Linked DNA regions of Mus musculus: region 2 is linked to region 1. The links are chromatin contacts, called in public promoter capture Hi-C maps. All regions are on one chromosome and are shown on one strand. Each heading gives the region's core, a stretch centred on a gene start, on an enhancer-like site or on the middle of the called end of the contact. The rest is flanking DNA. Distances are from core to core; before and after follow the strand shown.

The links. Promoter capture Hi-C pulls out the DNA fragments that hold promoters and counts their contacts.
Region 2: a contact with region 1 is called in a promoter capture Hi-C map of pre-B cells. The contact joins the promoter of Tigd2 here to the promoter of Abcg2 in region 1. A contact is called at or near these places in 8 of 39 promoter capture datasets (the 3T3-L1 cell line, cranial neural crest, embryonic stem cells and 3 more), 2 of 484 Hi-C or Micro-C datasets (muscle stem cells and nephron progenitors), 3 of 115 datasets of contacts at active chromatin or transcription factors (embryonic stem cells, large pre-B cells and memory CD8 T cells) and 3 of 9 other capture datasets (adipose tissue, embryonic stem cells and liver).

What each region holds. Positions count from the first base shown.
Region 1 is chr6:58,636,889-58,644,468 of GRCm38.p6, reverse strand. Abcg2 (ATP binding cassette subfamily G member 2 (Junior blood group)) reads right to left here and starts at 3,923. Exons shown (of 16, transcript NM_001381927.1): 1 at 3,842-3,923.
Region 2 is chr6:59,204,341-59,211,920 of GRCm38.p6, reverse strand. It overlaps Tigd2 (tigger transposable element derived 2), which reads right to left and starts at 3,051. Exons shown (of 2, transcript NM_001081145.1): 1 at 2,740-3,051; 2 at 1-2,582. The coding sequence starts at 1,771. The coding sequence ends at 194.

The DNA.
Region 1 (7,580 bases), core at 2,674-5,173:
TGTTTCCCTTCTACTGCACTCTCACAAAATGAACACCCCTGTAGCTGGACTGCAGTCAGGCACATACACCAAGTAGTTGTCCAGTGAACACCAGCTTTGCTATCCAGTGATCCAATTGTATTCTAACTCTATCTCACTGGCCACCCACTAAGGGCTCAGTCCCATTAGACAGCCTCTATTTCAGACATCAATCCAAGGCCAGCCCTGGTCTACATAGCAAGTTCCAGGCTAACAATAGCTACACAGTTAGACCCTAAAAAAAAAAAAAAAAAAAAAAAAAAAAAAGCACAAAAGAAAACAAAAAGACAGTTGTTACAAATGACATGGATGAAGGACAGGAAAAATACCTACTCACAGAGACATCAAGTAGGGTCCTCAGAAAGACAGCTTTTAGCTTCTATCCTGCGGAGCTGAGAGATGGCCCCTTCTCTGAGTGCCAAAGCACTTATCAGACAAGGGATCTATCTGTTCAGGTATTCACTGATTAACAAATTTTATAGAGCTGAATCACCTGCCTTCTTCCTCCTGTTTCAGAGGTCCATAGGTGGAGCTAAGTCTTAAATCTCTCATCACTAGGCCTTTCTGAGACCATGCCCATCCTAAGGCTATAGGAGTCCCACCCTAGGTCACCTCACTTACATAAACTGAGCTGTAAAAAAAAAAAACAAAACAACAACAACAACAAAAAAACAACAACAACAAAAAAACCTAGGCACTCTGGTTGGGGTTGAAAGTGTAATTCTGTGATGAATCTCTGAAAACTAACCATACAGGGAAATGAATGCCAAGACCAGGATGCAGGAGTGGGTGGGTTGAGGAGCAGGGTGGGGGGAGGGTATAGGGGACTTTCGGGATAGCATTTGAAATGTAAATGAAGAAATTATCTAATAAAAAATCATTTTTGAAAAAAAATAACAAAAGACACAAAATCTCAGAAGATTCTAAGGATCTTGGGGGTCTCCGGCTGGGATGAGGCAAAGATCAAATATATTTTGCATTGTGCCACAATAACATCATCTCCATGTTACTGAACCAGAGCAAAGAGTCAGAGATCACAAATCTAAGATAGATCACAGGGTGCAAAGTAAGACCAGGGTGTCTTAGATTTCTCTACCACTATTGTTATACATTGAAATAATGGAGAAATCTTATTTCCTCAATTTCTACTCTTCCTGCAATTGTATTCTTTCTGCATTCCTTAATAATGATTTTAGTAACAAAATTGTAGTTATTAAAAGGCAAGAGGTTATAATGACAATATATGTTACAATAAAAGCCAGCCTTCTATCTATCTGTGTACTAGTTAACTGCCCCTAGAGCTAAGTTATCTAGAGCAGGACCCACCAGTTCTATATGCCTTGAAATGTGGACAGTATGAACTAAGATATGCTGCATCCTACCTATTATAAGTAGGATGTATGAAAGATTTTAACTATAAAAATCTATAGCTTCATATTGACTATAATTTTAAATTATATTTAACATAGTATTTTATACACTGTTATTTGTGGATAAATACAATATTTTACAGTTTCCAAACGATATGTTGTCTTCTTTGCACCTCACTGTGAACTTGACCTGGCAAGAGAGCATATGAGCTACTGACCTAGAATTGGGTCCCCAGCACTTTAAATATTTTCCAGGTCATGACTTCCACTTGTTTAATACTCACATAGTACAAAAGCTTGAACAATTAAATCACTTATATTTCTAGTGTCAATACTAAATGTTCACAGCCCAAAGTACTACTTTCCTAGAACTTCAAATGAACCATACAGGAAACCATTCAGGGCTCCTTCAATAAAATAATGGATCGTGTTAACAAATTCCTTATTCCCTGGTCTCAAGAAGAAATTGTCACATGGATGTGAAATGTCTTATTAAATGGTAGAAAAGGAGTAGTATAGTTTATAAACCCAAGTTCAATCTGCATTTTCCTACCAGCGAGTATGTTCTTATCTCCTTCCTGCATGCCTTTATAGTGAGCTACTCTCAGGACCTGCAGGATACATAGATATTAAATATGCATTCATGGACCAAGGAGATAGCTCAGTCAGTAGAGTCCTTGCAAACATTAAGGCCTGAGCTAGTATCTGGCTGGCTAGTGAAGCAGCAATGGGTGGCAGGCGAGTCCCTGAGACTAACTGATAAGTCAGGAAGCCTACCTGGTGAGCTCCAGACAATAGTGTGAGAGTCTCTGGGAAAACAGGGAGACAGAGTGGATGGCCTGAGAAAGGACACCTGAGGCAGAGGGGAGAGAAGGGAGAGGATGAAGGGAAAGAATTGGAGGAGAAAGAGGAAGACAAAAACAAAAGAAGAGACAGATACACCCTGTGATCACTGATACAAGTTCATAGTCCTTTTCTTCTTAGACTGTCTACCTGGTAGCTGGAGTGTGAGCATGAGAGTGGCTATAATACACCCTTGCACACTAAAGTCCACTCCCTGTAATTATTCCAGGGCTATGAAGAGTTTAAGTCAAACTGATGGAATGATTCATGTAAAGTGAAATGTTTACTTCTTCTTTTAAAACAACAGTTGTCCCTTACTTCCTATGCCTTCTTTTCTCCATTATAATCATGATGAGCTATGAGCCAGGCCAGTTTCCTGAATAAAGACAGTTAGGGTCATAGGCCCTCTGGGAGTCTCACTCTTTCTTTGAAGGATGACTACCTGGAATGCCATCAGAGGGAAGTCACAAAACGTACTCTTTATCCTGCAGGATAACTTGAAGGATTTAGGACATGTTACTTTAATTTCTAGCCATTTCCCCCAGGCTCAATACAAATCAGACATCAACCCAGCTTCCACAGTGTCTCTGATCTCACCAAGACTGCATTCACCCTTCCTGAGAAAATGCACATACCACTGAGATTAATCATCACTGGGGCAGGAGAAATAATCTTGGTCAACCCCTATCCACTCATATCTATTTTAAATAACTGTTATACTACCACCTTTGAATGAATCCCTAAACACTTCAGTTTTCTTTATAAGTAAATGAATTATGAGCTCAAACTCCCTCAGGGACTTCCCAGCGAATGGGAAACGGCTGTAAGGCAAAGGAAAAAAGTAACGATAAAAGTTAAGACTCGACTCTCCACAGAAACCTTTTCAGTATTATTTTGGTAACTACTGTAATAAGCAGGTCAAATTTTAAAGTTAATTATTAAAACTCAATAGCTTGGTATGACAGTGCCCTGGAATAGTCCCAGTGCTGGAATGGCTGAGACATCAGAATTGTTTGAGCTCGAGGTCTTAGGCAGTCTGGGAGTCATAGAAAGACTCCTTCAGTCGAAAATTAATAAATAAACGAATAGATAAATAAATAAATGAAAGTAGAAAAACGGAAAAGAGTAATCAGAATGCATTTCATCCACGCGTGCAACTGACAAAGAACAAAATGTAAGGTCAAAGGCAAAACATAACGATAAAAATAAGATTCAACTCTCCACAGAAAGGTTAGAAAGGGAACCCAGAAAGTAACAATACACCTAAAATTGAGAAACTTTAGGCCCGGGGTTGGGGTAGGTGCTCTTCAGTCCCCTTGAAAACTTCTCCACTGTGGGGCTGACTGTCGTTCAGGCAGTTTAATCTATCCATTCAAGAAGTCTTATCCTTTCCAAACAGTTGGAGCAAACAGGTTTGGACTTTATCCTCCTGCTATCACCGCACCGCACAAGCTTCTGGAGAAATGACTGAACTGTCAGTCCTTGTTTCCTCCTCACTTTCACAACCCACACCACGCGGTCCCCCTCGCCCCCACGCCGAGCCCCACAGGGCCGCCACTCGCCCCCGCGGCGCCTAGCACACTCCCGGAGCTTCCCCGCACTCCGCTCACCTCGCGGTCCCTGGCGGAGCAGCAGCCGCGCCAGAACTCGCACACACTCAGACCTGCACACGCTCGCCCGCCAGGAGCGTCTGCCCGCCCCGCACAGGCGCCCGACCGCCGTGACGTCAGCTCGCGCCGCCCCGCAGCTCGCCGGCAGGAGAAGCCGGTCCCAGGAGCAGCTGGACACATGTGGGCGGGGGGCTTCCTGTGCTGCACAGGCTCCTGGACGGAGGGCGGAGAGCGGAGAGCAGAGAGCCCCGGGTCATGGCGGAGGCAAGGCGCTGACCTGCGATAAGAAGCCTCGGAAAGAAAATATACTCAGAGTACCTTCACCCTGTGAACCTGGAGGACCCACAAGATACCCAAGATGCAATTTAGGCAAATTACTATTATAACTGTGGCAGGCTGGGCTTTGTGTGGACTCTCCCGGGATTTACGGAGATGGGGTGGATGGCCTTTTGATGAGAGGAAGAGAGCTGCTCCTAAAATGATCTGATTCCCTACTTGTTTGGGAACTTTACCAGGCAGCTGCCCAAAATGGAAGGGTCCTATGCTAGAAGTTGGGGACTTCACTTAGGTGGCTGTACAGAATGCCATAGGGAAAAAAGACACTGGAAGACACCAAATTCATCTCATGAGGGTAAAACCTCCTAAATCCAGGTAATCCCGAGAAACACAGCTATGGCTACAGTCTTAGGGTTTCTATTGCTTTGATGAAACACCATGACCAAAAGCAACTTGGGGAGAAAAGGGTTTGTTCTGCTTACACTTACACACCATGGTCAATCATCACATCTCTCCACCTCCCCCTTCAATTATTTTAAATTTTTAATCGAGAAAAATAAATGCATGATCAACTTCTACTCGGGTCATGTTACAAGAAAAAAGTACTGATCATGAGTTTCTCTCCTTAGGAAATCAACAGCTACAATGACTGGCTACATTTTTTTGTCACTGGGATAAAGGTCCCTTTTTCATGTCTTGGTCTTGTTAATAAAAGATTCAATGATTGACACCATGGTCAATCATTGAAAGCAGTGAAGGCAAGAGCTCAAACAGGGCAAGAATCTGGAGGCAGGATCTGACGCAGAGGCCATGGTGGAGTGCTGCTTACTGGCTGTATCATGGCTTGCAAAGTTTATTAGTTTGTTTTATAGAACCTAGGACCACCAGCCCAGGAAAGTCTCCCACCTGCAATGGGCTGGGCCCACCCCATTCATCACTAATGAAGAAAATGCCTTAAGGGCTTGCCTATAGCCAGATATTAAGGACACCTTTTTTCCAATTGAAAGCCCCTCTTCTCAGATGACTCTAGCTTGTGGCAAGTTTAATAACAAGATAGTCCAGGCACTTGACCCTTTGTGAGCCAGACACATCAACACAACACTATTTAACAATAACTTTTCTTTTTTTAACATTCCCAAGATCTTAATAAACATGACAATATAAAACATAAAAGTCAAGTAGTCTTTACAAATCAAGCAATTTAAAAGTTCATTCATTCTCTTGGTTTTTTTTTTCGTTGTTGTTTTTTTTTTTTAATCTAAAGTTTCTTCAAGTGTGTGTGCTCCTATAAAATCAAAACAAGTTCAACCCTTTCTTATTCCAAGAAGAAAATATCAGGCACAGTCACAGTCAGATCAGAGCAAAATCAAAGTCCAATGGTGTAAATCTCAGTGCCAGGCTTCTGAGACTCATGTGAGATGCATGTCACAGAAAGTCCTCTGTGCTTGTCCAAAGGGCTGCCATCCTACACATAGCTTGTCTTGTAGGCTGTACACTATAGGGCTGCTGCTGTCCTTCACAGTCATTCCATGGTACTGGTGTTTCCAAAACATTGGGGGCTTCTGCTACAACTGGACTGTACTTTCACCCCTGGCTTCTCCTGGGCTCTATTCTAGGACTCCAGCCAAGCAACAAGTGCCAAGCCACAGCCTCCTTCCTTGAGCCCTTCATGCCTTGAAACCATACCACCTGGTGACTACCAGGATCTGCTACCAGCACTGGGGGAAAACTGACTATCTCTGGAGCATAGCTTCTGTATTCCAGTGTGCTGAAACACTTCCCAGTAGGTCTCACCTCAACGGGGCTGGTCTCAATTTCAGCTAATTTCTCAAACCCAACTAACGGACATCAATTGTCTTGGTAAAGCAAAGGTTCGACTCAGTGTTTCTGGTATCTTGTTAACTGTAGCTATTTCTTCAGCCCCACCCAGATGACCAGCACCACAGATTCTTAATTCAAAGCAGCAAATGGCCCCTGTTGTAACCCCCAAATTACTGATACTAGAGACTTCAGTGTTGTACAGTTTGCTTCTGCCTTCCTCCCCAGAGGTTCCCATCCTCCCCTACCCCTCCCCCCCACTTCCCACAGCAACACAATATTCAGACCGCTGGTTTCTGTGCTGCCTGCTGCGTGTTCCTGCAGCAGTCCAGGGCTTCCCCGCCCCCCTCCCCTAGCTCAAGACATTCTCCCTACCTCTGTGTCTCCAGAAACCAATACCCAATACTCCTGCTGATAATTCTCCAGGTGCCTGTCCTTGACACCTTAGAGAAGCTAAGGGAGACCATGGAAAAAGTAAAAGGTAAACTCAAGTCAGGTCACAGACAGTTACAACTGGCCATAAAATTAGTCCTTGAACAGACACGCATTAACCCCCCTTCGCTTCAGTACTATTCCACCCTTTACTCCCATTTTCTGTAAATATTTACACTATTTCTAACTATACTCTATAATAAACCCAATGTTTTCTGGACTGGGGTTGCTTGCCAGCATTCACGCAGTGACTGCTAGGTGGGCGAACGGGGTTTGAACTTGAAACTGTAATATCTAAAATAAATTCTAGACTACCAAGTACCTTCCCCCTTCAAAAGGACTTTCCGAAGTGTACTAGCAGGCCAAGTACAGAGTCAAATAAAAAAGCTGGCTGACTAAGCAAATATAGAAACATAGTTTTAACGGTCAAAATCAAGATTAACAATTCCCCTGCCCCACACCTCACACTAAAAACCACAAGGATAGACAAAATGAGAGTCACCTTATACAAACCAACCAATGTCTAAAAAGTTATTGGCTACACCAATTAATATAAGCCAGACTACCTTGGTACCTATATCTGGCCCTTACAAAGGTATAAAAAGTGTGTTCTTTCTTTGTTCTGGGTCTCTCCTCTGGCCTGCATTCTGGGAGGGGGTTCCCCAACATGTTGGATAAGTAAAATCCTCATGCATTTTGCAACAATGGTGATCTCTGTGGTCTTTGTGAGTGAGGGTCTTTTGACAAACTACAACAAAACAATAAAAAGACTCTTGGGAGTTGCAGTGGGCTTTGCAATTCTTAGACTCATCTGGGTTTCCCATGGACTCATGGCACAACATTTGGGGGCTCGTCCAAACGGGATCCCCAGTGGGCCTCTGTAATCAGGAGTCTGGAGAGTCTATGCTGACTTGTTCCAGTGCCTGAGAAGTTCCAGTAGCTGATCCCCCTGGAGCGAGCTTTGTGTTTCCCATGGGTGCTGGGAACCCATCTAGTCTTTCTCAAGAACAGTATGCACTCTTAAATACTGAGTCATCTCTCCACCTCCCCCTTCAATTATTTTAAATTTTTAATCGAGAAAAATAAATGCATGATTAACTTCTACTCGGGTCATGTTACAAGAAAAAAGTACTGATCATGAGTTTCTCTCCTTAGGAAATCAACAGCTACAATGACTGGGTACATTTTTTGTCACTGGGATAAAGGTCCCTTT
Region 2 (7,580 bases), core at 1,802-4,301, 570 kb before region 1:
TATAAAACAGTTTAGACACTGACAAATGAATTCCATGTCATTGCTCAATCAGAGCCAACATTAAAGAGGTGTAATTTAAGTAATCCAAAACATCATCTAATCCTAATCATCTGTAACATTTATTTGGCTTTAGATAAATTCCACTGCAGATAGAAGTCACAAAGATGAAAATACATAGCAACAGAAGGGAGTATTATAGATGACTTTTATTTTGTATTCTCTGTTTTCTTCTTATAATGGTCCGAAGCCTCCGCAATACCAGCTTATCAGAGAGTAGCATGTCATCTTGTTGTTCTAGATAATCCAGCAAGTTTTCAGTCCATTCAAGTGCAGCTTTATGACTAATATGCTTCTCTGGATTCAGTTCTGCTTTCCTAGTTTTCCTAGAAGGTTTTTGCTCAGTGACCTTCGCCCGGTCTGCAGCACCTACAATGTCAGCTAACACCTGACAGTTTGAGCCACTACTCCGAGAGTCAAACCACTGCTCAATATTTTCAATGTTAACATGTTCACAGTCTTCAGTATTCTGCAAAACCGTTGCTAAATTAGCTGCTAAAATGGCTCCTTCATCGATGCTCACACTCGGGTTTTCCTCATTGCCAGGGAAAAGTTTTTTCCACGCTCTGGTTATGGTGTTTGATCTTATCTGGTTCCAGGCTCTTGATGCCTCATAAATTGCATCCAACACAGTCAAATTCTTCCAAAATGTTTTTGGGTCATTTCCTTCATCCATGTACTTCTGGATAAGTCCTGCTCGGTAATATCTTTTGACTGTGGTTAGAACTCCCTGGCTCATAGGTTGAATTAGACTTGTGACGTTTGGTGGCAAATATTTCACAATTATTCTGCCATCATCTGAGCTCAGCAGTTCTTCAGCTGGATGTGCTGCAGGAAAATCCAAAAGTAGTACTGCTTTTTCTCGAAGCCCTTTGGATTTCAGATGCTTCTGCACCTGTGGCACAAAGCACTTTTCAAACCACTGTTTGAGAACAGATGGCTCGATCCATGCACTTTTTTGACTGAAGTAAGTGACAGGGAGGTTTGAAAGGTCAGTACCTTTGAATGCACGGGGTCTTTTTGCTTTCCCCACAACACAGAGATTAAGCTTGTGTGAACCTGTGGCATTTGCACAACACATAATAATGATTCTTTCTCTGCTTGTCCTATATTCACAAGTACTCTGGTCCGTGTCAAAAGCCAATGTCCTCGTTGGTAGACATTTCCAGAACAATCCAGTTTGGTCAGCACCATAAATCTGTTCTGGTAGGAGATTTTCTCTTTCCACAAATTCCTGAAAGTTACCACAAAATTCACTGGCAGCAGTTTCATCCCCTTTTAATTTTGTGCCTTTCCCTGCAGCCTTTGGAATACCGTGGCGCTGCTTAAACCTAGTAAGCCAGCCAGAAGAGGCATTAAAATCACCCTCCATGCCCAATGCATCGAAGAAGAACCTAGCCTGCTTTGCACAGATCGTTCCAGACACTGGAATGCCATCTGTTTTCTGTTGATTAAACCATTCTATCATCACTCTGTCAAGCTCCTCATACGTTGACGACTTCATGGATTTACGCTTGGACACCCCACTAGTTGGGTCTGAACTGTTGGCATAGTTTATAATTCTCTCTTTGTTTTTTTTAATGTCACGAACTGTGGATTCACCAATTCCATACAGGACAGAAAGTTTTTTGAAGGAGTTGCCTTCTTCAAGCTTCTTAATAATGTCAAGTTTGTCTTTAATTGTCAGGACCACACGTTTACGTTTCCCCAACATTTTAGTCTAATTATTTTAGACAATTAACAACTTAGATTTGAACACAAAGAGACCAGAAAATGGAGGCTTAAGAGTCCTCAGCTGTTCCCTAAGACTTGGATGTTATAACAATTTTCAACGAAAGTCCGAGTTTTTCCCTTTGCATTTTAGAACTTAACCTGTTCCTATGACAACGAATAGCTCCAGATAACCCTTGTTTCTCTTCTTCCTCCTTGCTCTTTTCATTAAATTGCAGCCTTACTGAAAGCTCTAAGTTGAATCAATATTGTCCTACCGAGGTTTCTAAAACATTCTCATGATGATCAATTTTTGCCATTACCATGGGTCTTTTTTTCTTTTTCTTTTTTTCTTATGCTACGTTCAAGAAAACAGTTTTACTCGGGCTTGCACACTTAACAGACAGAAACACGGAGCAGGAAGCCTCACAGCCTGACTGTTGATGTCTGTGTCAGACAGCCAAGTGAGTGAACGCTCTCTTCAAGGCAAGGACTCTTGATGAGTACCTATGAAAGTCACAGCGAGCAGAGGTGAGCTGTCTCACCTCTTAGAATGTAAGTGGACAGGCAAACAACTCAGTACTTTAAACCAAAAAGAACTTATTGCTAATGGCAACTGAAAGGGAAACAGCGGACAAGTGATGTCACATGATTCAAGAAAGGATAAAAAACTTCATTGGTGGAAATCAGGACCCAAGGCTGCAACTAGGGGGTGGTAGGCTGGGTGAAGACCATACAGTAATCCTGGTGCAAGAAGATCTCCATGACCACAGAAGTAGCTGCTGGGGTGGTAGAGGTACTCGAGCCTTTGAAACCTATAGGAAAATACCAAACACGTTTTCCTTTCAGTATCAGTCCACCGTATAACTCATACCTACCCCTGCAACTGTGTCTAGGACATTGCCACCTATCAACCTGACAGGTAATAGACAAATAACGCTCGCAGGCACCACCCGGGAGCTGAGAGCCTACCTCCTGACACTACCAGGGCCTCTCCGAGACCGCCGGCCAGCAAGCTCCGAGCCGGACGCTGGGTGAAAGTCGGAGGCAGAGGGTCACGGCCGCAGCCCTACAGCGAGCGACTGGTCACCAGGCGCGCGGGACGCCGGGAAGCAGGGTGCGGGCATCGCTCCGCCTGACCGGCCAGAACGCAGAGCCAGCAGAGGAAGTCCCCAGCGAAGTCGACCCCGCCAGCCACCGCAGAGCGAGCGCGCAACGGAGCTGCGCGGCCGAGCCGGAAGGCAGGGGATTAGGTGCGCGCGCGCGCCCCCGCAGGAACGTGTTGTCGGCGAGGGGCGGGATGCGCGGGCGAGCCCGCTGACGGGGGCGCGGCTTCTGGGGGAGGGGCGGGGCTTGGCCAATGCTCCGCCTCCGGACACCCAGCGTGTGGCTCACGGCTGAGACCAGCAGAGGGCGACGCAGGGTGATTCTAGGTGGCCGGACTTTGCAGATGAGAAGGGAATAATAGCAAGGTTTTCTTTCTGGTAAGACTCAGGGAATATTTTAAGGCCCTAATGAGTTTACAGCTGTAACCTTCCAGGAATCTTCCCTCAAGGACTCTCTTCTGTTATCTTCTAACTAACAGGTTGTTCTGTTAGTATCATTTGGGTAATTTTCCTATATTTGTGTCCAAGGAAGTGAGAGTTGTGCTGTTTTGAGGATCATGTTGTTTTTTTCTTTTTTCTTTCTTCAGTAGCTTAAGATATATTTTAATCATGTTTACAATGTTACAATTTAGTATTGATGTTTTATGAAGTTAAATTATTAAATGAATAGTCTTAAATCCACTGTGGTGTTTTGTTTTGTTTTGTTTTGTTTTTTGAAAAATTATATAATTACCAAAAGCCAAAAATCAAATATTTGGAATACCTACTGTGAAATTTAAGAGATTAAAGGTTGTACTTGATACTTGTTATTTTTCTTAAATCTAGTTATCAAATGTAAAAATAAAAAGGCCCAGGGAGTGCACAGAGCCTCTTTGCCCTCTTCTGCGGCTGCGGCAACACAGAGCCGGATACCAGAGGCCAGCCAGCATGACGGTCGGCACTGATGACCTTAATGCTGGTGCAGGAATATAAGGACCACTTCCTGCTGTCAAAGGGGAATTTCAAGACTTCCACCTGTATCCAGTCCCAGCGTAGAGCCCCTCTCTTGCATAATAGTTTTTTAGGTGGTGTTGTTTTTAAATCCTTCTTCCACAAACTACAACCTAATGTGGATTATTCTGTTTCAGAAGAGGTTGTTTATTTGTTTGTTTCTCTAGAATTCTAGCACCAGGAGAGAGGGAAATCAAACCAAGCATTCATTCACTCTGCAGAGAAAGAATGTTGATTACTGGCCCTCTTTTGTCTCCCAAGCCTTCTCTGTGCTGCTATTCTCAGAGTCCCACCCTTCCACTCTCTGGCCTGCTGGATGGAAATCCTTTGATCTTTGATCTATCTCTGCTGTCCTATGGATGACTTTGGACAAGCCCTAGTTTTGCCTGAAAGTAGACTTCCCATAACTCTCACCCGCTTCAAGCTTACAAGGAAGCAATCTGAGTGGTTCCAAATGACCATTCCTAGTAAAGAACAATTTCATTCATATTGCTTTTAAAAACTTCCCTTCTCCCTTCTCGTTCTTAAGGAGTGCGCAAAAACACTCGCACCTGTTCATTCCTTAACAGAGGAGAACTAGCTTTCAGACTGCCAACCTCATAGAAATCAGGCTGTTCTTAGCCAAACGGAAGTTTGCCTGGCTTTCCTCTCTTCCAGCCTCCTGGGGTCACTGTGGCCTATGGTATTAAAGAAGAAAAAATGAAAAAAAAATCCTGCCTTGCTTGCCCATCCCACTTTTGGAAGCTAATTTCCTTCTCCATAGTGTGTTTGATGAGTATTTGTAGAATCTACCCCCAGTCAATTGTTTACCCCTTCTGTAACCTCATGAAGAACAAAAGCCAGATGCCGATATCATAAAGGCTGTCAAGCCTCTAGAACCCTACAAGACCTGTGACCACATGAACTACCCACGCCCTCCATGAGGGAATATTAATAGAGCCCTATTTTGTGGGTGCCTTATGAGCCTGGTGAGCATCTCCTTCTCTCTATGAACGAATAACATAGTCTGAACCTCAGCTGCTTTCTTCAAGATGACAGTGGTAGTGCCAAACTGGAATGTTACAACTGCAGCACACACACATGTGCACACACATGAACTGTCATGGGCATGCTATGTCAAAAGCTTAGACATGTATTGTCTTTCCACAGGGTAAGAATTTATTAAATAATAATGATTACATAAGGCATCAATTTGCTATGTAGTTATGATTTCCCTTGATTATTGTCAGTTAGCAAATATAGGTTCTCTTATTCCATTCTTTTTTTTTTTCCATTTTTTATTAGGTATTTAGCTCATTTACATTTCCAATGCTATACCAAAAGTCCCCCTTACCCACCCACCCCCACTCCCCTACCCACCCACTCCCCCCCTTTGGCCCTGGCGTCCCCCTGTACCGGGGCACACAAAGTCTGCGTGTCCAATGGGCCTCTCTTTCCAGTGATGGCCGACTAGGCCATCTTTTGATACATATGCAGCTAGAGTCAAGAGCTCAGGGGTACTGGTTAGTTCATAATGTTGTTCCACCTATAGGGTTGAAGATCCCTTTAGCTCCTTGGGTACTTTCTCTAGCTCCTCCATTGGGAGCCCTGTGATCCATCCATTAGCTGACTGTGAGCATCCACTTCTGTGTTTGCTAGGCCCCGGCATAGTCTCACAAGAGACAGCTACATCTGGGTCCTTTCAGTAAAATCTTGCTAGTGTATGCAATGGTGTCAGCATTTGGAAGCTGATTATGGGGTGGATCCCTGGATATGGCAGTCTCTACATGGTCCATCCTTTCATCTCAGCTCCATACTTTGTTTCTGTAACTCCTTCCATGGGTGTTTTGTTCCCACTTCTAAGGAGGGGCATAGTGTCCACACTTCAGTCTTCATTTTTCTTGAGTTTCATGTGTTTAGGAAATTGTATCTTATATCGTGGGTATCCTAGGTTTTGGGCTAGTATCCACTTATCAGTGAGTACATATTGTGTGAGTTCCTTTGTGATTGTGTTACCTCACTCAGGATGATGCTCTCCAGGTCCATCCATTTGGCTAGGAATTTCATAAATTCATTCTTTTTAATAGCTGAGTAGTACTCCATTGTGTAGATGTACCACATTTTCTGTATCCATTCCTCTGTTGAGGGGCATCTGGGTTCTTTCCAGTTTCTGGCTATTATAAATAAGGCTGCTATGAACATAGTGGAGCATGTGTCCTTCTTACCAGTTGGGGCTTCTTCTGGATATATGCCCAGGAGAGGTATTGCTGGATCCTCCGGTAGTACTATGTCCAATTTTCTGAGGAACCGCCAGACTGATTTCCAGAGTGGTTGTACAAGCCTGCAATCCCACCAACAATGGAGGAGTGTTCCTCTTTCTCCACATCCTCGCCAGCATCTGCTGTCACCTGAATTTTTGATCTTAGCCATTCTGACTGGTGTGAGGTGGAATCTCAGGGTTGTTTTGATTTGCATTTCCCTGATGATTAAGGATGTTGAACATTTTTTCAGGTGCTTCTCTGCCATTCGGTATTCCTCAGGTGAGAATTCTTTGTTCAGTTCTGAGCCCCATTTTTTAAGGGGGTTATTTGATTTTCTGAGGTCCACCTTCTTGAGTTCTTTATATATGTTGGATATTAGTCCCCTATCTGATTTAGGATAGGTAAAGATCCTTTCCCAATCTGTTGGTGGTCTTTTTGTCTTATAGACAGTGTCTTTTGCCTTGCAGAAACTTTGGAGTTTCATTAGGTCCCATTTGTCAATTCTCGATCTTACAGCACAAGCCATTGCTGTTCTGTTCAGGAATTTTTCCCCTGTGCCCATATCTTCAAGGCTTTTCCCCACTTTCTCCTCTATAAGTTTCAGTGTCTCTGGTTTTATGTGAAGTTCCTTGATCCACTTAGATTTGACCTTAGTACAAGGAGATAAGTATGGATCGATTCCCATTCTTCTACATGATAACAACCAGTTGTGCCAGCACCAATTGTTGAAAATGCTGTCTTTCTTCCACTGGATGGTTTTGGCTCCCTTGTCGAAGATCAAGTGACCATAGGTGTGTGGGTTCATTTCTGGGTCTTCAATTCTATTCCATTGGTCCACTTGTCTGTCTCTATACCAGTACCATGCAGTTTTTATCACAATTGCTCTGTAGTAAAGCTTTAGGTCAGGCATGGTGATTCCACCAGAGGTTCTTTTATCCTTGAGAAGAGTTTTTGCTATCCTCGGTTTTTTGTTATTCCAGATGAATTTGCAAATTGCTCCTTCTAATTCGTTGAAGAATTGAGTTGGAATTTTAATGGGGATTGCATTGAATCTGTAGATTGCTTTTGGCAAGATAGCCATTTTTACAATGTTGGTCCTGCCAATCCATGAGCATGGGAGATCTTTCCATCTTCTGAGATCTTCTTTAATTTCTTTCTTCAGGGACTTGAAGTTTTTATCATACAGATCTTTCACTTCCTTCGTTAGAGTCACGCTGAGATATTTTATATTATTTGTGGCTATTGAGAAGGGTGTTGTTTCCCTAATTTCTTTCTCAGCCTGTTTATTCTTTGTGTAGAGAAAGGCCATTGACTTGTTTGAGTTAATTTTATATCCAGCTACTTCACCGAAGCTGTTTATCAGGTTTAGGAGTTCTCTGTTGGAATTTTTAGGGTCACTTATATATACTATCATATCATCTGCAAAAAGTGATATTTTGACTTCCTCTTTTCCAATTTGTATCCCCTTGATCTCCTT